Regions from separate parts of the Mus musculus genome. Here region 1 is linked to region 2. A link is a contact called in public HiChIP or PLAC-seq data. All regions are on one chromosome and are shown on one strand. The core of a region is the stretch at or near the end of the contact, and the rest is flanking DNA. Distances in the headings are between cores, read along the strand shown. Region 1 holds the start of Slc46a1 (solute carrier family 46, member 1). Region 2 holds the start of Slc13a2 (solute carrier family 13 (sodium-dependent dicarboxylate transporter), member 2).

Region 1 (6,049 bases), core at 2,096-4,595, 43 kb before region 2:
CTAAGCTTCTGTTTCTTCACCTGTCAACTGGGGACCACAAAACCTAAGGCACATTGTTTCGTTCCCTCTGGGCCTATGTTCTGTGTGTGACCCCAGAGAAGTAGGAAACTCTGGTGTCATCGCACCCATTTTCCAGATGGGAAAGAAGAGGTCTAGAGACAAAAATCCACAGCATCTGTCTCCAGCCAGCTCTGAGCAACAGAAGTGCATCTGCTTTCGTTACTTACTCCTCCAGGTGAGGACAGAAGGCAGGCCATCCTTGACCACAACTGTCCATGTGCCTGTTCAGGTGACACTGGGCACGAGGGACCAGATACAAACTGATCCTGACACTCACCCTGCTCCGACTCGCTCACCAGCTTGGAAAGCTTGGCCCGGATGACAGGCGTCGTGACCAATGACAGGAAGAGCAATCCGTACCCTGCAGAAACATGGGCCACGAAACAGCCATCAAGGAGGGGTGTCCTGACATCAGCAGAGCGCCTACATACAACCCAGGAGGGACAGATGTTGGACCCAGGAGGAAAAGGCAGAAGCTTTCTGCCCAATCTTTTGAATGAGAGCTACACCCCACTTTGCTTTGTCTAAGCCCCACCAACGGCGTTGTCACCTCTAGTGCCTACTTGGCTCTAGAAGGGAGATGGCAGGTCCCAGAAAATGAACCTGCGCTTTGGAGTTGGGTTACCACTGCTTGCTGTGTGTGTGAAACCTTGTCTGAGGTCACACTCTGTCTCCTAGTTTGTAAGTGGAAGACCACAGGCCTGTACTGGAGGGTGATTCTACAGAGTGAGAGGTAGAATACACAGCCTGAAAGACAGGCCCTAAGCCTATGAACTGTCTTCCATGGGAAATGAGTCTTTACAGGTTTAACCAGGAAGGACCTTGATGTAAGCTCTCCGTTTTAACAGGCTGATAAAGACGTGACCAGGAACAGAGGAAGTCTGCCACAGCAGAGGCTCAAGGAGATGAGAAACAGCTTCCCTCCTTGTGCTCCTGCCCTGTGACATTCTGACTTCAGTGACACTGATACTGACCTCTAACACCGAGAGAATAACTCTCTTGTTTAAGCTACCCAGCCTGTGGCAATTTGCTTCAGCCACTTTGGGGAAGGACCAAATGGGCCAAGGAGGGATGCATGTTGAGGGTACAGCATTTGAGTTCCTTTGCCCTGGTGTCTAGCTACCTATAGGCTCGCAATGTTTGTGATTCTGCTGAGACTCTGTGATGCAGCATCTTTCATCTTAGCACTTCTGAGGTTCTGTGGCCTTGGCAAATGGTCCCCGGTCCCTTTGGTGTCACTACCGAGTTAGCTGAGTTAACGCAGTTGCTATCATCAAACAGCTGACTCTGCACACAGTGCAGTTCCGGACTCTAGCAGAATACACATATCTTTTTTAGGGAGTTAACTTTTTCATTCTCTTGCCAGCTTCCTCTCTTCTCAGGAGAGTCAGAAGCGGGGCAGCAACAAGGGGAAGGGGTAGGGAAGGAAGAGGGAGGGAAGCCGGGGCAGCAGGAATTTTAGCTTTTTTAACAAGCCCAAAAGAAGGCAGAACATTCTCATTAACTCGTGGTTCTTATCCGAGAGCCAAAGATCAAGACATTAATGGCATGGACTTTGGGAGGCCAAGGGGTGAAGCAATTAGCTTATGAGCTATAATGTACATTAATTACTTTGGCCACTAAAGCTCTGTATTTTCTGTATATCAGAGATGGTATTTTTCTGTGGTTTCTCGGGTGTCTATCCTCTTAGAACACAGGCAGAGAATATAACTCTGGATCCAAAGCCACAGGCTTGAACCACATTTGGGGGGCAATGAGTGAACGGCCCCATTTTCACTTTACCTGTGAACATGAGGGGTGTAATGGTAGCAAACGCAAAGACCACCATTCCCAGGATGTTGAAAGCCAGGCCAATCTCAGCCACCCAGGTGTCAGCCAGGCAGAATTGCAGAAGCCTTAGGCCCAGCAGGCTGGTGAGGTAGGGTAGGTGCTGGGCTGCTGAGCCATAGCCAATCAGCTTGGAGTCCCAGCAGAGGGGTGCGCTCAGCTCATAGAGTGTCAGGATATCTTGAGCCCCAAAATGCACAGTAACCACCACGAATATGGCCAAAGAGTACAGGGCTAGATGCATCCTGGACTTTTCTGGGGCTGGAACCACATATAGCCGGGCAATGGATCGATGATGGCGGAGCGTGAAAAGCCTGGTGGACTTTGGCTCCTTCACCGTCTCACCAAAACAAAATGCTGCGTATAGAGCCATGACAATCAGCAGGGCCAAAGCCAGCCAGAAGGGGTTGGCATAACCCTGGGCCCGGAGCCAGTGACCCCCGAGAAGGCTTGCCAGGGTCCCGGCCACACCAATGCATGCTTCCAGCAGAGCCATCCGGAAGGTGCGACTGTGGTTAGAGCTAACATCTGCCACAGAGGCAAAGCTAGCAGCAAGGAGGCCGTTGAAGTCTCCCAGAAGGGCACAAAGAGCTCGGCCAAGCACGAAGAACCCGACGTGCAGTTCTAGCTGCACCACAAAGATGGACACCACGGCCTGGAGCAGCAGACCAAGAGAGGCCAGCACCAGCAATGGGCGGCGACCCACGCGGTCACTCCAGGCTCCCAGCAGGGTGGACCAGAAGAGTCCCACCAGGAAGCCTCCCACGTTCATGTAGAGGGTCCAGTGAGATGTCAGGGTCTCCACTTCCTGTAAAGACACAATCACTAGTGCGCAGGACCTCACTTTGGTTAGCTACCATCACCATCCTGGGAGCTATAGCCTTGCTTTAGAGCCCTAAGCCTCTTGGAATGTTCCTTCAACTTGTAAAAACAGGCCCTGGAGAAGCATTCCCTCCGTCGCTACACTAGATAACTTTCCAAGCCAGGCTTTCTCTAGGTACACCTCCAGCACAAGGCAGCCAGCCAGGGCAGGCCCCCTTTGGTCTGACCCGCCCACCACGCCACGTGTGTCCCGTCCCCTCGGGGACCCCGTCTTCCACAGGCCCCGCCCCGTGCCGCGCTCCGTATTCACAGCTGCTCTGGTCCCTGCTACCTTCATGAGGGGATCCGCGCTTTGGTTCCCACAGTTCTCCCGGTGGCGGGTGCCATTGTAGCCGAGCTCCGTGCTGAACCGGTGCCAAAGGTACTGTGTGGTGAGCGGTCCCTGCAGAACCAGGGCAAAGTTGGCCAGGAAGACTAGGGGCTCCACGGGGCCGCGGAAAAGCACGGGAGCGTTGAGGAAACTGTGGGGCGAGCCCACGGAGCTCACGCGCCCCTCCATGCGCAAACACGGAGGGGCTAGCACCTCGGAACCAGCTGCGGGAGGCCTGGACCAGTCTGTGCTGTCTGCGCCTGCGCCGGCTTCGGGTGCTTCTGTTAAAAGTCTAGAGGGGCGGAGCGTGAGACAGTCTCAAAAGCTTTGGTCCGCTGAACTCTGGGCTGGGTGTCGTCCAAACAATCCCTGTGGTGTGTCCTCACTTCAGGCAACGCAAAGATACTACCGTGCTGCAGCCCTCCTTCCTGGGCGTCGGAACACTCAAAAGAATAATCACTATATCAATAACTAACATTTATTGACAACGTAACTTTGTTCTGGGGCCAGGAATTCTGAATATATTATCTCGTGGCAACCTTATAGATTAGTCACTTAATGATCCGAATCCAGAGATGTGGAAGTAAGGTCGAAAGGCACGCAGGATTAGCGCACAAGACTGGATATGCCAGCTGCGTGGCATCTGCCTCTCGGCACATGTGCATCTGTGTAAGAACAGCCAGAGCCTGGTGGGCCACACTGGAGTACTTGTGCTCTGCCACTGATCCGTTGACCTTGCCTTCACTTGGAAGAAAATCTTAGTGAAGGCAGGACCTAGTGGCATGTGCTTTTAATCCCAGCACACCAGAGGTGAGGCCAGTTTGGTCTAAGCAATACTAGGCTAACCAAGGCTTGATGTTCTGTCCAAAACAAACAAACAAACAAACAAACCAAGAAAGAAAGAATGCCGAGCATGGTGATGCATGCCTTTAATCCCAGCAATTGGAAGGCAGAAGCAGGCAGATTTCTGAGTTCGAGGCCAGCCTGGTTTACAAAGTGAGTTCCAGGACAGTCAGGGCTACACAGAGAAACCCTGTCTCGAAGAAACCAAAAGAAAAAAGAAAAGAGAGAGAGAGAGAGAGAGAGAGAGAGAGAGAGAGGAAGTATTGGAAAATGACAATGAGATTTGGTACACTGAAAGTATTATTTTATATACATACTTTCAGACCAGGCTAACCTCAGACTCATAGAGATTCCCCTGCCTCAGGCTTCTGGATGCTGTTGCTATTAGACCTAATCGCTGTTGGCTATCATTAATGACTAATAGGTTGTCCCTTGCCCCTGTTCCTGTCCTAGGAGCCTTTCCTGGAGCTAGTGTCACATCAAGGACTGGGATCTGATTCTGCAGTTCTCTTAGAGGGTGGAGTAGAGACAAGAGGAGCCTGAGACTGGAGGCCCCTGGGTGTGGGCCTGTGCTCTTCAGTGCCCCTGTTGTAGGAACTGAGCTGGAGAACAGACATCTGCACTGTTGCTGAGCAGCTCAGACTTCCTGTCTGTCTGTCTGTCTGTCTGTCTGTCTGGGCTTCTGTTTTATTGCCTGTGAAAAAGGAGTGCCCTTACTTGGTGCCGTGGAGATCTGAACACAACACTGAAGCAAACAGATGAAGCCCCCCACCAGGCACCACAGCTTCTAGATTGGTGGGGAGAGAGAAAGAGCAGGATGTAAATAGTGTAGAATCCGACCATGGCAGAGGGTTTGAGGGTAGGAATAGAGGCGTCTCATGCTCATGTGGGGACCAGGAGCAGAGCCAGCAAAGTTCCCAAGAACTAACAGGACCCAGTGTGTGACCCACAGGTCCGATTCTTGGGGTGGGGAGTAGTAGTTCCATTTCTGCCTGCACTTGAGAAGACACAGTGACGCTCCTCTTCCTTGAGCCTGCAAGAGTCTAAGGCTCAGAATAGGTGGATGCCAAATAGGCACTGGAGCCTACCCTTCTCATGGGCTTCTAGAGATAGATGATTCTGTGTTACACATTCAGACCTCTTTACATCCGCATCCCACCACTCCCCTCTAACCCCGCCCATACAGAGCTTTTACAAGTGGGATCAGCTCAGGGAGGGAGACAGCTAAAACCTTGTAAATACTTCCTAGAGAGGAGCTGAGGTCAGGAGAGGCCAAGGTCTGTCAGCTGAGAGCTAGTCAGGGTGTGACTCAGTCTGTGTGTCTGATAACTAGGGGCCTCTTCTGACTCCTTGATAACTTCACTTTTCCTGGAGGATGTGAACCAATGTTTATGCTTGCTAACGATAGACCAAAATAACGATTCCGGCTTGGTAGACACGCAAGTTTATTGGAGCATGGAGACAATCACCAGAAAGGGTCACCCCAGCGTGGACGATGACCATCCTATAGCTGCATAGCTAGAGTTCCCCTTAGGGTTAGCCTCCAAACCTTTGTGATCTCCTGCACCCCCAGGGGCATCCTACTGCAGGAACAGAGGGAGGGAGCGCCTGGAATCTCAGTCACGCCTAGAAGTCCTTCCCACTCCCTCCTTCTGTGAGGGATGGTCAATATTCCTTGAATGCTTCCTGGAACTCGGCTCTGCTGGGGTCGTTGCCCTCTGCTCAGCCCATCCAGTGGTTTCCATTTTACTAGTGAAAGTCAAGTCACCCTGCAAACCACCGGTACCTGGGCCTCCTTCACCCTCCCCCTAGTCCTCCCACCTCACTCTGTTCTCCCTCCACTCTGGCCTCTCTGGCCTCCTCAGTCCCCTTCCAACAACCCGTCAATCTTACTCCTCTTTGCACATACCATTTCTTCTACCTGGAATGCTGTTCTTCCAGATGTCCATGCCACTGGCTGCCCCACCTCTGCTAAAAATGTCACCTGACCCAATGATTTATGGCAGTCACTCTTTCCCCCTTCTCCTGTAACACCCTCACCATGGGATTGTTAGGACTTTCTTGTTTCTGTTTATTGTTGGCTGTCTCCCTTTCCTAGAGTTAAAGGAATTTGGATCCTTCAGTATG
Region 2 (6,415 bases), core at 2,489-4,988:
CTCCTAACCCCCTAGACTCTCAGCTGTCTCTGATGGCCCTCTCCAGGAAGCTCTATAGACAAAGCACAAGGCAGGAATGTCCTGGGTCTGACATTCCTCTGAGATAGGACCCAAGGCTGTATATCTCAGGTAAGGCCTCAGCAAAGACTGTAGGAAGGCTGCTTTCCTGCTTGCACTGTTTGCAGTCCATCAGGAGTCATGCACTATTTACTGAAGGAGGCCATGGGGTAGGGCTGGGAAAAATGAACAAGGCCTTGCAGAGTAGGACACTGGCTTGGTTGCTGGGCAGGGAGTAAGTTCTTGCAATGTGTGTGGCAGCTAGAAGCTTCCCGTTAGCCTTGGGACTCTGATTTTGAAATAAATTAATAATGGGGTTGGGTTGCCTGTATGCTGCTGATCCAATCATTTGTCCAGCACTGAATTTCAGCATCAGGGATGGGACTAGAGAGACGGCTCAGTAGTTAAGAGCACCGGCGGCTCTTGCAGAGGGCCTGGATTCAGTTCACAACCATCCATAACTCCAGTTCCAGGGAACCTGATGCTCTTGTCTGACCTCCACAAGCACCGTGAACTTAGTACACAGAAATACACCCTGCAAAACCCTCATACTCGTGAAATAAATAAGTCTAAAATAAATTTGTTTTTAAAAGAACAGCAGCCGGGCAATGGTGGTGCACGCCTTTAATCCCAGCACTTGGGAGGCAGAGGCAGGCAGATTTCTGAGTTCAAAGCCAGCTTGGTCTACAGAGTGGGACCAGGCTATACAGAGAAACCCTGTCTTGAAAAACCAAAAAAAGAAAAAAAGAAAAAAAAGAACAGCAGCAGCAAAGCTGGGGAGATGGCAAGATGGCTTCGCTGATAAACTGCTTGCCACAAAACCATGAAGACTTGAGTTCAACCCTGGCACCCATGTAAATTATCATCATCATCATCGTCATCGTCGTCACCATCATCTGAATTCAACAGGAGGCCTCTATAACCCCAGTCCCAGCATTGCAGGTAGAGATAGGAGGACCTCGGGGACCCACTGGCCAGCTAGACTAGCTGAATAGTGAGCTCTAGACTGTCTCTAAAACCAAGATGGACAGCTGCTAAGGAATGACATCTTATGTTGATCTCTGTTCACATGTGTGTGAGCACTCACATCTACCTTTACATGTATATATGCACATGTACACACATGCACGTATAAACACACACACACACTCGCACACACACACACATACACACCAAAAGAAAATGAGGTGGAGTAGGAGGAGGAGGAGAAGGCAGAGGATCAACCAAGGCCAGCAAAGTCCATGGCACAGAAGAGGATTATTGGCAGCAGCCAGAAAACAGTAGCCAGCTATTTTGGAAATGCTGAGTTTTGTCCCAGCTTTACCAAAGTAGTCCAGAGCAATGGAGGGTGAGCCAAGGGCAGTACTGGAAATGAGCCCAGCTTCACAGATTCACGTGCTATGACAAGCCATGCCTGTGCTCTATGCTTTAGGAGTGTGGAGGAGAATCGGGATGTGGTTTATAAGCAGTAAATGTTGCTCTTGGGGGAAGAGAATCCAGCCTGGTGGCAGCAGTGGCTCCTCCAGAGCCCTGGGCCATGGGAGAGGCTTTCTTCTAGAGAAACTAGAATTGGGTATTGTCCTGTGTGTCTGAAACTCTTTGTCTTCCATCTTCCTGCCTCTTGCTCACTTCAGTAGCTCTGTGGGAGTAAAGGCTGGGAGCTGCCTGCTGTTTGTTTAACTTCCCATCCTGTCTGGCTCTGCCACCTAGACCCATGCACACGGCTGCAACCATTCTGCAAAGCGTTGAGGGTCTCTCACTCAGACCCCTCACTGGAGCCAGGAGTGCGTGGGTGTCCTAACAGCCTGACAAGGTGAGTGACAGCTGTCAGTCCTATCCTGGGAGGGGCAGCTTCCAACCAAGGAGCCTTTCTGTTTGTTTGTTTGTTTGTTTGTTTGTTTTGTTTTGTTTTGTTTTTCGAGACAGGGTTTCTCTGGATAGCCCTGGCTGTCCTGGAACTCACTCTGTAGACCAGGCTGGCCTCGAACTCAGAAATCCGCCTGCCTCTGCCTCCCAAGTGCTGGGATTAAAGGCGTGCACCACCACGCCCGGCTCCAAGGAGCCTTTCTGTCCTCAGCCCTATACATCTTTGTCAGACTGTGTTCCCACCTGAAAGGTCTCTCTGGCACCCTTCCTTCTTACCCTGGCACCCACAGATCACACTGTGATAATATCAGAGACACCCATCAAACACCTGCTGCATTCAGTATAGGGCCAGGAGGGGCAAGAGCACCTGAGAGACTGTTTCCAAGTAGGTACTCCAAGCTGGGTGTGGTGGCGCACGCCTTTAATCCCAGCACAGCAGAGGCAGGCAGATTTCTAAGTTTGAGGCCAGCCTGGTCTACAGAGTGAGTTCCAGGACAGCCAGGACTATACAGAGAAACCCTGTCTCAGAAAAAAAAAAAAAAAAAAAGAAAAGAAAAGAAAAGAAAAGAAAAGAAAAGAAGAGAAAAAGCCAAAAACAAAAAACAAACCAAGTAGGTATTCCACACCACACTCTGCACCCCGGTCCCCAGCAGCACATACATCAGCCTGCCCGACACCCTCTCGGTCCCACTCTGCCCTCCTCCTGCCTATGACTCCAATCTAGAGCCGGGACACACACAGGCTCTCCTCCAGGCATCTTTTTTGGGGTGTCTCCAGTGCTCTCTCCCCAAGCTTCCACCCTGGGTTGGCATCCACATCAGGGCACTCACAGAACATGTTTGAAGTCTACCCAGCTCTGTGTTCAGGTCTCAGTTTCCCCACTTGTAAAGTGGAACTGTAACACCTAGTGTTTTGTGCGGTCAATGAAACAGTACACAGTCCAGCTTGGACTAAATGCTGGGAACATCACACCCCACCTATGTATGGCCTTTTAATTTCTGTATCCTTAGCACCAAATGCTGCCCATGATTGGTGCCAAAGGTTTGTTGGGTGGATGACAGGTATGAGGAATGGCTGAGTATGTAAATAGCGTATGAAGCAATATTTGCTGTTTTTCCATGGCAGTCAAGAGGTGGGGACCAGGAAGATTCTGAAAAAAAAATAATAATCTTTATTGTCTACCTACCACACATCGATGCTCAACATATACAGGAAAGGATTACTGCAGAATGAGGAAGCGGCCAGTGGCCAGGTCAAGTCAGTGGGTCAGTCTTGTGCTAAGGGTATGAAGAACTTGTGACTTTGACAGATTCCCTGATACCTAGCAGGAGGGGGCAAGTTTGTGGTTGGCTGGCCAGTTGCCCCCAGGCCTCCCAGTAGGGATCTTGGGCTTTAAAATTCCCAAGGATGGGATGCCTGGGTAGTCAGGATAGGGGTAACGCCCAGCTCCAAGGGTCATGTGTCAACTGCTCAGCTGAGAACTTGGCTTTGGGGAAATCAAAGGCGAGAGGTGGGCTGGCCTGGAAAGAGAGCTTAGCTCCTGCTCTGCACAGCCCCGACTCCAAGTCCGGTTCCCCCGGCAGTCTCTGTGTCCAGAAGGAGTGAAATCTGGGCTGCTTTCCTCCAGTAACCCGAAGCTTTTATTTCTTGTCTTTACCCTCCCTGGCTCCCGCTAAGTCTTCCTGGTTGTTACTCCTCCCGCAGGTCCCTCCTCCTTACTCCCACCTCCTGATTCCAAAAACACTCTGATTGCCAGGGTGGGTCAATGGTTAACACTCCTCTGGCTTTATATAAGCTGCCCCAGGCCACCTGCTGTGCGCTACACCTTCAGTCTTTTTCGTAGCTCCTGGAAGCAGCTGCCGGGACAGGCTGGTCCTCACCATGGCCACCTGCTGGCAGGCACTATGGGCCTATCGCTCCTACCTGATTGTGCTATGTCTGCCCATTTTCCTGTTGCCTCTGCCACTCATTGTCCAAACTAAGGTAAGGACTGGTGGGTCTCATTCAGTATAAGTGACTCAAGGGGTGACGTCAGGGTCAAAGTGGGGCATCCTTAGGTTTTCCTTTTCACCTCCCTTCCCCAGAAAGTGAAGCCACCACCTCCTGGTCTTTCTGAGAGCCAAGGGTGGTTTCCGCAGGGCACTTTGGAGCCTGCTGGTTTGTGGTCAGAAAGCCAATTGCATAAAGGAAATGCAGCCGACAGATGAGTTTATCTGACTATTGTGTGCCCATTAGCGCTGAGCTCAGTGCCAGCCAGGGACAGGAAGAGCCAAGTGGGTAACTAGCTTTTGAGAGGATAAGTAGGAGAGAGCTGGCCTCAGGCAGCTGTGCCCTCGAAGATAAAACTAAGATAAATGACTCACCTGCAGTCTCACGGGTGGCCACTGAGGGGGACCCCTTTCAGTGTGCACAGCCAGAGCACAAGGTGCCTGCCTCCTTCCCATCTCAAGAGGTTATTCACTTGAAACCCCACCCCCCACCCGCGCCTGTGACGGGCATCGAGGGATTCTGTGCTTCATCTTATGAGCCAGGTCCCACTGTCCCATTTTGCAGATGGGGAAAAGGAAGGTAAGTCAGTTATTCAAAGTCCCAGGACAGAACTTGGTGCCTTGGAGCTTGGTTTCTATGTCCTTTGTGGTTTCTCTGTAAGAAAATTAACATTAAATCCGGGTGTGGTGGCACACGCCTTTAAAATACCAGCACTCAGAAGCAGAGACAGGCAGATCTTTGAGTTCAAGGACAGCCCTGGCTACGTAGAGAGACCGTGTCTGGAGGAGGAGGGGCATTATATGACAAATTTAAAATTAGCTTGGAGGTCTGGAGATACAACCCAATCAATGGTAAGGTTTTTGTCTGTCTTGTGCAAGATCTGGGGTTTAATAATCCCTAGCACCATCAAAACTAACAAAAACACAGACAAAAAAAAAATCCCTAAATTTTAGCTAGGTTAGTGGTGGTGCACAACTTCAAACCCAAAATTTAGGAGGCAGAGGCAGGTGGATCCCTGTGAATTCTAGGTCATCCTGGTCTACAGAGTGAATTCCAGGACAGCTAGGGCTACATAGAGAAACCTTGTCTCGGGGGATGGGGGTGGGGGTGGGGGGAATCCCTAGATTTGAATGAAAGTATCCTAGAGCTTTGGGAAAGGAAGCTCCAAGAGGGATTCAGACCTCAGCCTCAAAGTCTAGCTGCCTCTGCAAAGGACATGGATGGGTGGGGGCAGAACTAGCGGTGTGGCTGTCTCCAAAACTGACACTGAATCTTGGCCATGGACCATCCCACGCCCCTGGTTCTGCCCAATGAGCCACTACTTGTTGCTACAGATAGGGGAAATCAATCCAGGAAGGCCTTGGGTTTGCGTTATCTCTGAGGGAGAAGGCTCAGGATACGGTCCCCAACACTTGCCCAGTGATAAGGCCAGACTGATTTTGGAGATAACCTTTCTCAGACAAGTGGCGTCTCTAAGCGGGGGATTGCTCAGATAGATTTCGGACAGGCTGGAACACGTGTGACACCACCACCATCCTGGGAGAGGCACACATAGCTCAGAAAGATTCATTGTTTTGCCCCGGGGTCACGTGGCAGAGGGAAGCTGAGTTGTTTCGAGAAAGCTGTGCCTTTTGGTGAAAGGATGGTGTGCAGTGGCGGGAGTGTGAAGCTCCAGGGTTTGCTCTGCTGTACCTGGCCCTGCCACCTGCTTCTGCTTGCCCTCTGTTGACTCAATCAACTGTCCTGAGAGGTCAGGCCCTCATTTGGACCTTGGGTTCCTATCCTACACAAGAATTTGTGGTCAATTTCTCCTTCCCTGCTTGACTGAGCCCATCACCATATAAACCAGATTTTATGCTTCTCATGGCAAACTGTCAAGACCCTGCAGGTCACAGTCACTCTTTCTCTGAGCCTGCCTTCCTTTTCTATAACCATTCCTTTGCTATAACCATAGCAAGCCTCAGAGTGTGCCTGCACGCGCGTGCACACACACACACACACACACACATACACACACACGTGTGTGCTTTCTTTCCTCACTCCTGACACTGCTATCCAGAGTCCCACTAGCTTCCAGGGTCCTAACCCAAGACCCATCCTCAACCCTGCAGCAAGATTTGTCCCAGATGGTCACACCCACTTTGCCCTCACTTGACTTTAGTGACACCTTCTCTGTCTGAGAGACAGTGACTCCTTCTCTGTCAGACTCGGCAGGTTTCCCAGCATCCTTCCTGTCTTCCCCCCCCCACACACACACCCACTCCAACCCCTCCTGATTCCTGGCCAGGTAATTGTATACTGTCTCATAATTGGAAAAGCATCCCTCTTAGCTGGGTGTGGTATCACTCACCTCTAATCTCAGCATTTGGGAGGCTGAAGTAGCAAGATCATGAGCCCAAAGCCAGCCGGGGCTAAGTGGTCAGAACTTGCCTCAAAAACAAAACAAGAACCTCCCTGCCCCCAAGACCTTAGTCTAGGATCCTACTCCAGACCTCTACAGTTG

The links. HiChIP or PLAC-seq counts read pairs in DNA pulled down with a chosen protein or histone mark.
Region 1: an HNF4G HiChIP or PLAC-seq map of pancreatic cancer cells shows a contact between it and region 2. The contact joins the promoter of Slc46a1 here to the promoter of Slc13a2 in region 2. A contact is called at or near these places in 1 of 39 promoter capture datasets (macrophages), 3 of 484 Hi-C or Micro-C datasets (the G1E-ER4 cell line, brown adipocytes and muscle stem cells), 3 of 115 datasets of contacts at active chromatin or transcription factors (embryonic stem cells and pancreatic cancer cells) and 2 of 9 other capture datasets (adipose tissue and pancreatic islet).

What each region holds. Positions count from the first base shown.
Region 1 is chr11:78,462,997-78,469,045 of GRCm38.p6, reverse strand. It overlaps Slc46a1 (solute carrier family 46, member 1), which reads right to left and starts at 3,345. Exons shown (of 5, transcript NM_026740.2): 1 at 3,041-3,345; 2 at 1,843-2,695; 3 at 338-421. The coding sequence starts at 3,268.
Region 2 is chr11:78,419,557-78,425,971 of GRCm38.p6, reverse strand. Slc13a2 (solute carrier family 13 (sodium-dependent dicarboxylate transporter), member 2) reads left to right here and starts at 3,738. Exons shown (of 12, transcript NM_022411.4): 1 at 3,738-3,906. The coding sequence starts at 3,805.